Linked DNA regions of Rattus norvegicus: region 2 is linked to region 1. The links are chromatin contacts, called in public Hi-C maps. All regions are on one chromosome and are shown on one strand. The core of a region is the stretch at or near the end of the contact, and the rest is flanking DNA. Distances in the headings are between cores, read along the strand shown.

Evidence for each region. A called contact is a pair of places that touch in the nucleus more often than the background predicts.
Region 2: a contact with region 1 is called in a Hi-C map of liver, with 2.5 times the contacts expected there. The contact joins two enhancer-like sites. A contact is called at or near these places in 3 of 12 Hi-C or Micro-C datasets (kidney, liver and mammary epithelial cells).

The regions. Positions count from the first base shown.
Region 1 is chr11:64,337,900-64,342,774 of GRCr8, reverse strand. The region is part of intron 1 of LOC120095656 (a long non-coding RNA gene); the gene reads left to right. Among named protein-coding and RNA genes, the nearest start is that of Cd47, 98 kb to the left of the region's middle. Within about 2 kb of position 2,299, at least 5 of the 93 cell types and tissues checked have an H3K27ac peak or open chromatin away from gene starts, as enhancers often do. A contact at or near this core is called in liver, where this site is marked.
Region 2 is chr11:64,377,393-64,381,924 of GRCr8, reverse strand. Cd47 (Cd47 molecule) reads left to right here. Exons shown (of 9, transcript NM_019195.2): 9 at 3,091-4,014. The coding sequence ends at 3,099. Among named protein-coding and RNA genes, the nearest start is that of Cd47, 59 kb to the left of the region's middle. Within about 2 kb of position 2,659, at least 10 of the 93 cell types and tissues checked have an H3K27ac peak or open chromatin away from gene starts, as enhancers often do. A contact at or near this core is called in liver, where this site is marked.

The DNA of each region.
Region 1 (4,875 bases), core at 1,050-3,549:
GAATCAACATGATGATTGAGACCAGAGCTAAAGCAGGGCCATGGGACACACGGATATGGCCTTCCTTCTGTCCTTTTATGTGGTGGGTCTCAGACACCCATTTAAACAAACACTGGATAAATATTTAAAGGATAATATTCTAAAGGTTACTGAACTGTAGGGCTTCAGGGCTAGGAAGCATTCAAGTCTAGACTTACCTTGGTGGGTTTTTTTTTTTTTTTGAGGTATTCTAACAACAGGCACCAGCAGAAAAGTGATTTCCTTTGCCTAGAAGGTGTTTTCTTTCGCTCAGTATTTGTGGTCCAGTCAGCTGTAGCCACAATATTAGGATCAGAGGGACAAGAGAGGATTATAGGAAGAGCGGGTACAATGCACAATAGACTTCTCTCTAGTTCCAAAATCGGAGTTTCTGTGATTTGCGGAAGGATGAGCTAGAGAATGTGAGTTCCTACTACTTTGTACTCCCAGGGCTCAAGCTTCTCCAGGATAAAGAACATCTTCACATTCCACTCTCCCTCTGTTCCCACCAACTGGGCCTGCCCTGCATTACCCAAGGCTGGGGAAGGAACTGTCTGAATTTACCAGTTACAGACTATGAGTCCTTCCTATGTGTCAATTTAAGGATTATTTATTTTATGCATATGAGTACACAGTAGCTGTCTTCAGACACACCAGAAGAGGGCATTGGATCGTACTACAGATGGTTGTGAACCACCATGTGGTTGCTGGGAATGGAACTCAGTGCTCTTAAGCACTGCTCCTTGTACACATTTTAAATTGATTTCTGTGTCTGTTAAAACTAGTATGGGATCAACTGCAGAGGTGACAGGATCAAGTGAGATGATTTGGTACCCGACACCATACTTGCATAACACATTTTAATCATTAACACGGTAGATATCTGAAACTTGACATTTTTTTTTTGAGCTGCTCAGCCCACTAAATGCTTCATGGAGGTTTCTTACCCTGAGCTCTAAATCTCCTGCTGAGCGTTCTCCACCTCTCTATAACCTCATCCCCTCCTTTCCAGGACTTCCAATATGTAGCCAAGATAAAAAAAAAAATTGGGAAAGCCTTTCAAATTCCCATCCCAGGCCCCATCAAATATTTTGCATTGAAAACAGACACAGAATACTTCATGATAGAATATTCTATTATATTTTCCTGAAAGGCCATATTAAAATATTCATCTACCCTACCTAGTAAAAGGCGACCAGTTTGTAAAGCAGGGGAATGAGCCTATGAAGCTCTCTCCTGAGTCATAGAGGAGTGTCAGTCTGTGGAAATTTATTGCGTGAAGTTCATGCGGCCCCAAGATCTTGGCGGTGGTGGTTAAACATTGTACGGAAAGCAAAGCTGACACACGTAGGAATGAGTGAACCCCTGTCCTGCCTTTCTGCTCTTTTCAGAAAAGATCATAGCGTATTAATGGGAGGTACCTCTGATCCTTCCTAGGCGGCTGCCAACTGACTTTGAACACCCTATCCTTCACTCCCCCACACTGGTCTATCTGACTGTAGTGCAGTGAATTTTAACAGGATCTTTCCCTCCATCCTTCCCTCTCGTTCTTCCTTACTTTCCCTTTTGATTTCTTTTTTGATTTTTTAATTGGATTATTTTCTTTATTTACATTTCAAATATTATCCCCTTTCCAGGTTTCCCCTCCAGAAACCCCTTATCCTATCCCCCTATCCTCTGCCTCCGTGAGAGTGCTGCCCCATCCACTCCCACTCCCTCCCACCTCCCCATCCTGCCATTCCACTACACTGGGGCATGGAGCCTTCACAGGACCAAGGCTTCTCCTCCTCCTCCCACTGATGACTGATAAAGCCGCCATTTTCATTTCTTAATCACTCAAGAATGTTTGTGCTCTACCACTATAGGCCAAGCTGGTACTACTCCCGTGAATTTTCTAAGCAGTGAGGACACTGAATGTTGGTAAATTAGAAGTGGCCACAGCAGTGAGAAGAGATTAGTGTTTGCCTTGTCTGTGTGGGGCAAAGTCTCTTGGAGAAAGAAAATTTCCCCTAAGAGCCAAGCAATGAGTACACTAACCTGCGTGAACTGGACAGGGACAGTGGTGTGTGCTTGTCAGGGCTGTGGAAAAGGTGTGCGAAGCTCTTCTGAGTTAGTGGCAGACAGAAGGACCCCATAACCCGCACCATAGCTGCCTTGTGTCCTTCTGGTCTACCCCATCTGTGCTGAGAATGACCTGTTCACAGGTAAGATCACACTGGCTACCTCCTGTCATGATCAGAAGGGACTTTGTGATGTCATCTGGCCTTGATCCTAATCAATCCCTTCCAGTTTGCACAAATAAAGGTCTCAGCTCTGAGAAGCAGAGCAGCATGACCTAGAGTCAGGGCTCTGAAGGGTGGAGTTGGAAGCAAAACCTGGGACTTTCCTTTTCTAAAACACATACTCTTTGTGTAACACACAAAAGGTGGCCTTTGGTACATGATCAGGTCTGAAAATGTGACCATTAAGCAGGTGCCAGAAATTCCTCTAGGGGATAAAGATTGCACCTTAGAAAAATAATGTGACTCTTTTCCTTTGTTTCCACTATAAAAACAGACATTGAGCGAGGTCTGGAATACTGAAAATGCTTAGGACAAAAACAAGGGAGGGGGGAGACCATGGCTTCATAAAGTTATTTTTACTGTTTACATTGCGAATACTCCCATATCTTAAGCTTTTCAATTTCTTAAGCAAATATACGGTAAAGATATACTTTATTTTTAAAGTAAAGTGAAGGCTCCTTGGAAGGGACAACCTTACTTTGTCAGTAACACAAGAATATTTTATTAAAATATTTACTTTCCTTTTAAATTATTTGTACACGTACATTTCTGTGTGGGAGTCTGTGCATATAATACAGGTGTCTATGGAGGCCAAAAGTGTTGGACGTCATAGAGCTGGAGTTACAGAGGGCTGTGAGTTGCCGGATGTGGTTGCTGGAAATCGAACTCAGGTCTTCTGGAAATCAAAGGCAGATCTTCTGGAACGGCTGTCTGTGCTCTACCCACTGAGCTATCTCTCCAGCCCTTAGTGGAATCATTGTGCTCTGACAAGAGAAACAAAGAAAGTGGACCAAGTCAATGAAGTCCACAAAGACACTAAAGCTCAAAACTGACTGCATTTTTTTCAGGCTCTCAGAATGAACTGAGCTCACTATAAAGTGCTACAAGTCTACATTCTCTGAACCTAACTCACATTTTTGCTGCATACTTGTTCAAGGAGTTGTGGGTTTTTCCACCCTCTATGGTATATCTTCATACCCACTGAAGTGAACTTCACCTCCTTCAAGAAACGTTTGAAACTGCCTTCAGTAGAAACTACCCAGTCTCTCCTTCTCAGGCCTTGTAGTGAGATCTCTGTAATTAATTACTCATGTCAATCTTGTTCTTTGGTTAATTAGGCTTTCATCTCTTTCCCCTTCAACCCTCCACCCCCACCCCCAAACCACATTTCTCAAGAATTCTAGCTCAGTTTGTCGTCTCTCCTATGGGACCCAGTCTAGTGCTGTGTATATAGTATAAAATTAATAAATGATTAAATGACTAGTATGAAAATGTGTTTTTCCTGACTTAAGAAAATCTTTAGTGGAATTTCACCATAAATAGCTACCATAAGGAGTTTTTTATTTCAAACTGAGCCTTTGAAGGACTGCTGTGGGCTTGATGAGTTTTCTTTGATAGGAAAAGAAATGTAACCCAAATACTCTCTCCTATGCTGAGAGGCATCATTTCAAGAGACTGAGTTGCTCACAGACAAACATTTGAAATTCTGTACTATGTGCTAAGCCAATTAGAGGCAATTGGATTTATGAATTTTTTATTTTTCTGATTGATTTTCTATTTAGTTTTCCTGAATAAGTACTTAAACATCTTCCTATAACATTCACCCTTTTTCTTGATTTCTAGTCCTAGAGAACCAACCTTTCAGCAATTTATGAGCCCTTCATGCATCTTTTCCCCCTTCCACTTCTTTTAAAGTAGTTTATTGAAATACTCTTCAGATAAAAACCTTGAAATCATTAAGCAGATCACTGTTCAGAATCACATTAATTCTTCTATTTTTCTCCTTAAAAGAGATGACTGGTGGACAGCTTGGAATAGCAATGAGGTATGGTATTTATCTATAATACCTCTTTCGTGATGAATAGCTAATTTATTCAAAAATCCCATTACTTGGAACATTTCAATCATGGTGGAATGAGGGCTGATCAGGTTCTCCTTCCCTGGGGACATCCAGTACTGAGGTGTCCAGCTGGTGATGTTTCCTGAGTGTAAGCCCCACAAAGCTAAAAGCAGGAGAAATCACTTCTTAATTCCTAAACTAAAATAGCCTGCAGGAACCCAGGCTTCAGCCTCGTCATTTTTTTCCAGGGAGTTCAGCACCTGTCCCAACTTCCTTTTCCTGCTTAAATACTGCCATGACTCTTCTGGCTGGCTTACCCAGGCATTGGTTTATGGCTTTGTGCCACACCATTCTTGCTAGAAGCTTGTCAGAGATGCAGACTCATACTCTACTCCAGAACTACTGGTTCTGGGTTTGCATTTTCATAATACTATGTGTATGGTTTGGCTTGGGTATGTTCAACATAGGGTTTTGTGTTCTGATTTTAGTCCAGATGCCATCATACTGGGAAGTAGTGGAGTCTAATGAGAGGAAGTTAGGTGTCCAAGATTGATGGGTATAAAAGGAATGGAAGGAAATAACACTGTTCCGTGAACACTGAGTTACATCAACTCTTGGAAAAGGTTGATGTAACAAAGCAATCCTGGCCCCTCCCCATCCTCTGGCTTTCTGTTTTACCATGCCATCTCTCCCTCTAATAAAGGAGATCTCTGTTGATACTATCACTATGATACA
Region 2 (4,532 bases), core at 1,410-3,909, 39 kb before region 1:
AAATCTGGCAGCCTCTAAGGACACACCCAAAAGACAGACTTGGGCAGAGTGTGTGAATTCACCTCTGCCTTTTATTCTGAGGAGACTGGTGTCATAGCTGTTAGCCACCAGCAGCTAGCAGTTTCCCTAGTGCCTCTTAGAGATAACCTAAGCAATGGACCATTAAATCCTAACAGTTTTCTTGCTGTTACTGAGTTCAATTTGCATGATCTGAAAATGATTCCGCTTTGCTACCATCTCTTAACCGTATTTTCTGTTACTGCAATTTTTTCTATCTGTTACTGCAATTTGCATGCTTGTACACTAATACTTTTGTAAGGATTTCTTGAACTGAGAATGGTGGGTGGAGTGGGGAATTAGTCACAGAAAAAAATACTGAGAGAACAATATGGTTATTATTTTGCTTTTAGACCATAGGATTCTCTACTCACAATACAGGTTCAATGATACTGTAAGTTTTAGCATAAAGGACATAAAGTAATGTATATTTTATATGAATGAATTTTTAAATATTTTCCAGAAAGCTGTAGAGGAACCCCTTAACGGTATGTGATTATTATAAGCTTAGCAATCTTGGTCTATTAGCAGATTATAATTTGAAACGATCCTCAAAGACGTTAATTGGCATGCCCATCAATCTCCTGGGAAGACGCTAGCTTGGGAGTTTTATTTGTGTGCTTGCTGTCTGCCTCATATCTTCTCTTGCCTTGATCTCTGGATTCTTTCTTGACTCTTCATCAGAAATTGGTAGTATTGCTTTTGTGTTGTTCGCGCTGTCCTGTGCTATACCGAGTGACATCTGGGCAAGGGGACAAGATGAAATGCCACACCCTTAGTAAAGAAACATCTCTGTGGCTTCTGATTTCTAATTTGTCAGTTTTAGGGGGAAAAAAAAAACAGGCCACCACGATGGAGTGATACCAAAATGTGTCACTTCCTTTCTATGTAAATCTAGATGTGTATTCCCCAGCAAGTCTGTTTGCTTTTGTGGATACGGTGGGTGGGAGCCATAGAAATTGCTTTGCACTGAATGATAGCCTCAAATGAGTCTAGCTGTTTAGCTAAGGGATACTTGGTGCTGTGTTGTCTCGTATCTGTTTATTTTGAGATTATTTCTAACTGTGAAATCTTACTAACATGCCTTCTGACTGCCCGCCTGCTTGTTACTAATCCTCAGCGTTTAAAGAGTCGAAAGGGATGATGAATGACGGTAAGTTCAACATCTACACTCGATCGGGCACTGGTTGACACGTGGGCGTTAGCAAAGAAAGCAAAGAGCTTCTTGAAATTACAACTTTTTAAGAAACGACAGAGACACCGTCAGTCACGAATGTCCAAGTTTCTTGATGTTTGCCCCTTAGATCCAGTTTGGTGTCTTGTTCTTTCTTTTACCTGTGACACTGTCATTTTTCTGTAGGTAGAAGAACAGGACGCGTAGGGTCTCATGAACGGGAACCTACTGGTTCCTCAGTAGAGCAGTTGCTGCGTTTGGTACACACGCTTCAGGTCGAGCTCCTGTTGCCCGGATGTTTAAAATGCCTTGCCTAAGATGTGCAGAAATTCTGGCATGTTTGTCTCACCTGGACAGAGTTTCTTTTATACTCGTGGAGAGATCTTTGTTGCATTCACACTGGGGGCGTTATATCTGCTTTTCCAGGACCCAACCATGTGGGGAAGGATTAAAGAGAAGAGATTTCTTTACTCCTCACCCCACCTCCAGCTTTTCCCTCTTTTCTCAACAACAGCCAACACATGTTTCCTGAATATGACCTACACATGTACTTGTTAATTCTTCCCAAAGAAGTCTGTGACTTTTTTTCCACCTTAATATATTCTTTAACCTTAATGTGCTATAATTCTCCAGCCGCAGTGGCATTTAGTAACTCTGTTTGTATTTTTATTCTATTTTCAAAACTACCTTTCTGCCCTCAGTACTTGGAACTGACCCTTTCTCACGTAGGCTTTGCTTCATACTGTACTGCTGTAAAGTCTGTGACCTGCCTATTCACCTCTATAACAAAGGCCTCCTTCCCCAGAGCACAATTAACTTCTGCACAAGATTAAAAACACTTCGATCATGTGTTGGCTAAGCTAAATTTAAAACAGGCTCTGGCTTAACGGGAAGTCCAGAATGGTCCCATGGTTACAGGCTTTCGTCGTAGTTTTTAAATGTGTGTTTTGCTACACAAGCTGCTGCTACCTAAAAATATTGTTTATAGCGGGAACAAATGTAAACGCTGCCAGCGTTCCTGGCATGGTTTCATCATGTTTGCCCTCTGTGTCTTGTTTCTCAACTATTGTGTTCTTTCCTCCTACCGACTGTGGTGTCAAGTTTCTGTAAGCGGATAAAAATAAATAAATAAATAAATAGACTTTTCTCCGTTTGCAGAAAACCAGTGTGGAAACCTTCAGTGCCTCCTGGTTAATTTTCTTTAAAATGTGGCTTTCTTTTTTAAGTCACCGTTTCAGGAGATACCATAAAGAACCATTACTTTGTTTCTTTTGTTTTTTTTTTTTTTAACGTGTTTGTGTAGCACATGAAGTTTGTAATGACCTTGAAAATGCCCTGAGTTTTGTCCACATTTAGCAGATCACAGTTTGGTTTTTAAATGTTTGTTATGGGCAGTGTCTTCTGCTGTCCACTCTGGACTCATGACATGCATGTCACCTTGAACCAAGTTCAGGGTGCCTCCCCAAGGACTTCCCCTTTACCTATGCCAGATCACAGGTCTGCTTCATTATATTAACTGAATGCTGTAAATCTAGAGCGAACATGATAGAATATTATTCTCGGATCAATAACCTCTGCTTTGAAAAATCAACATCTCTTCCCGTCTGTTGAGCTTACCCAGGAAGCCAAGATTATCAGTCTATGTTGATTTTATTTTCCCATGCCATTGGCATTTGACTTACCAAACTGAAAAGGCTAATGATTTGCCTGATTTCTGTCTGTGACCTTTACAGATACATTTTCATTATTCTTTGATATAATATGTCTGAAAGAGTTTTGAGTTTTAGAAACAGATCGTGTCTTAATGCATAGGAAGTAGGCGTGAGTAGTGACAAAAAGTCGATGTTTCTGTTTTCCAGAATAACTGAAGGGAAGTGATGGACTGTAACTTGAAAGTCAGAAGTGGAAGAATTCAGTTGTCTGAGCACCATGGCCTTCACAACTCACAGCTGGAAGGAACACACAACAGTGACTGACTTTCATCTCTGAAAAAAGTCATTGAACCATAAATGAATATTACAGTTAAGTTTATATTAAAGCAGCTGTAATTTACGTAATAAAAAATATATGATGTGCTGTGTAACCAATCGAAATCCATTTTTCTATTGTTTCTACTCAACTAGGGGCAAAAGTTTCAGGGGCAACTTCCAAGAATGATGCTTGTTAGATCCTTGAGTCTCTGAACACTGAGTTTAAATCGATTCCCAGAGAGACTCGCCAAGCACTAACCTTCGGGTTAGTTACCTAGAGATACCTACGAGAAACAGGGGTATCCAGCAAGCCTTAGTAAACTCAGGTTCCCAGCAGCTTTGCCACTCATGCTGCTAGCTGAATAACAAGACTGCCACTTCTGGGTCTTAGTGACAGAGACTGAAGTACAAAAATGAATGTGGTTGGGCAAACCCCGTGTGGCCCCTCTGTGTGCTATGATGTTGATGGCCCTGTTGTCTTCATTCTTGGGCGTTGCCATCGTTCACACACACCCCCTTTGACATACAGCGCACCCAGGTTTTGAATACTTTTTTTTTTACAGATGTGGTTTTCCTTTTTGCACACAACCCTTTGCACCCTGTCCCGTCCTGCTACTTTGATTTGTGTTTCAAGATACAGTACCTTTCCTCCCCTTTAAACATGATCCTGTGACACAATTTTGTCAGTTGCAGAAAGGAGCCAGACTTATTCTCAAAGCACTGTGCTCAAACTCTTCAAAAAAAAAATAAAATAGCTATGGTTGTAACATATGTATTCCAGACCTCTGGTTTAAAGGCAAAAAAAAAAAAAAATCTAGTGTTTCTTCCCATGTTTTCTGATCGGAGGCATGACAAAGCAAGACTGAAATCTGAACTATGCGTCTCCTGCATGGCGACATATGTCTCCGTCAGCCCTAGCAAGGCCCGGGGAGGGGGTTTTATGCCTGTTGTCTCTTTGTTGCATGCTAAACACACATCACCTTCCTCCTTGTATCCTGCCTCCTGCCTCCTGCCTCCTGCCTCCTGCCTCCTGCCGCCTCCTCCTCCTCCTCCTCCTCCTCTTCCCCTAAGTTTGAAAAGTAAAACAAAACTACCACACTCCCTACCCAGTTAGAAGAAAACCAACGTCCTGACAGTTGTGACCGCATGGAGTACTTTTAGATTATTAGCACTTGTTTTTTACCTCGTTTGTGGGCGTGTTTGTATGTGCACATGTATAAGTAGGCACAGGCATCTTCTGTACGGACAAAAGTGAGGCATCTATACAAGAGCGGATGCTAACTTTGTGCTTTTAGTGAATACATTAAAAAAAAAAACAAAACAAAGGTCCT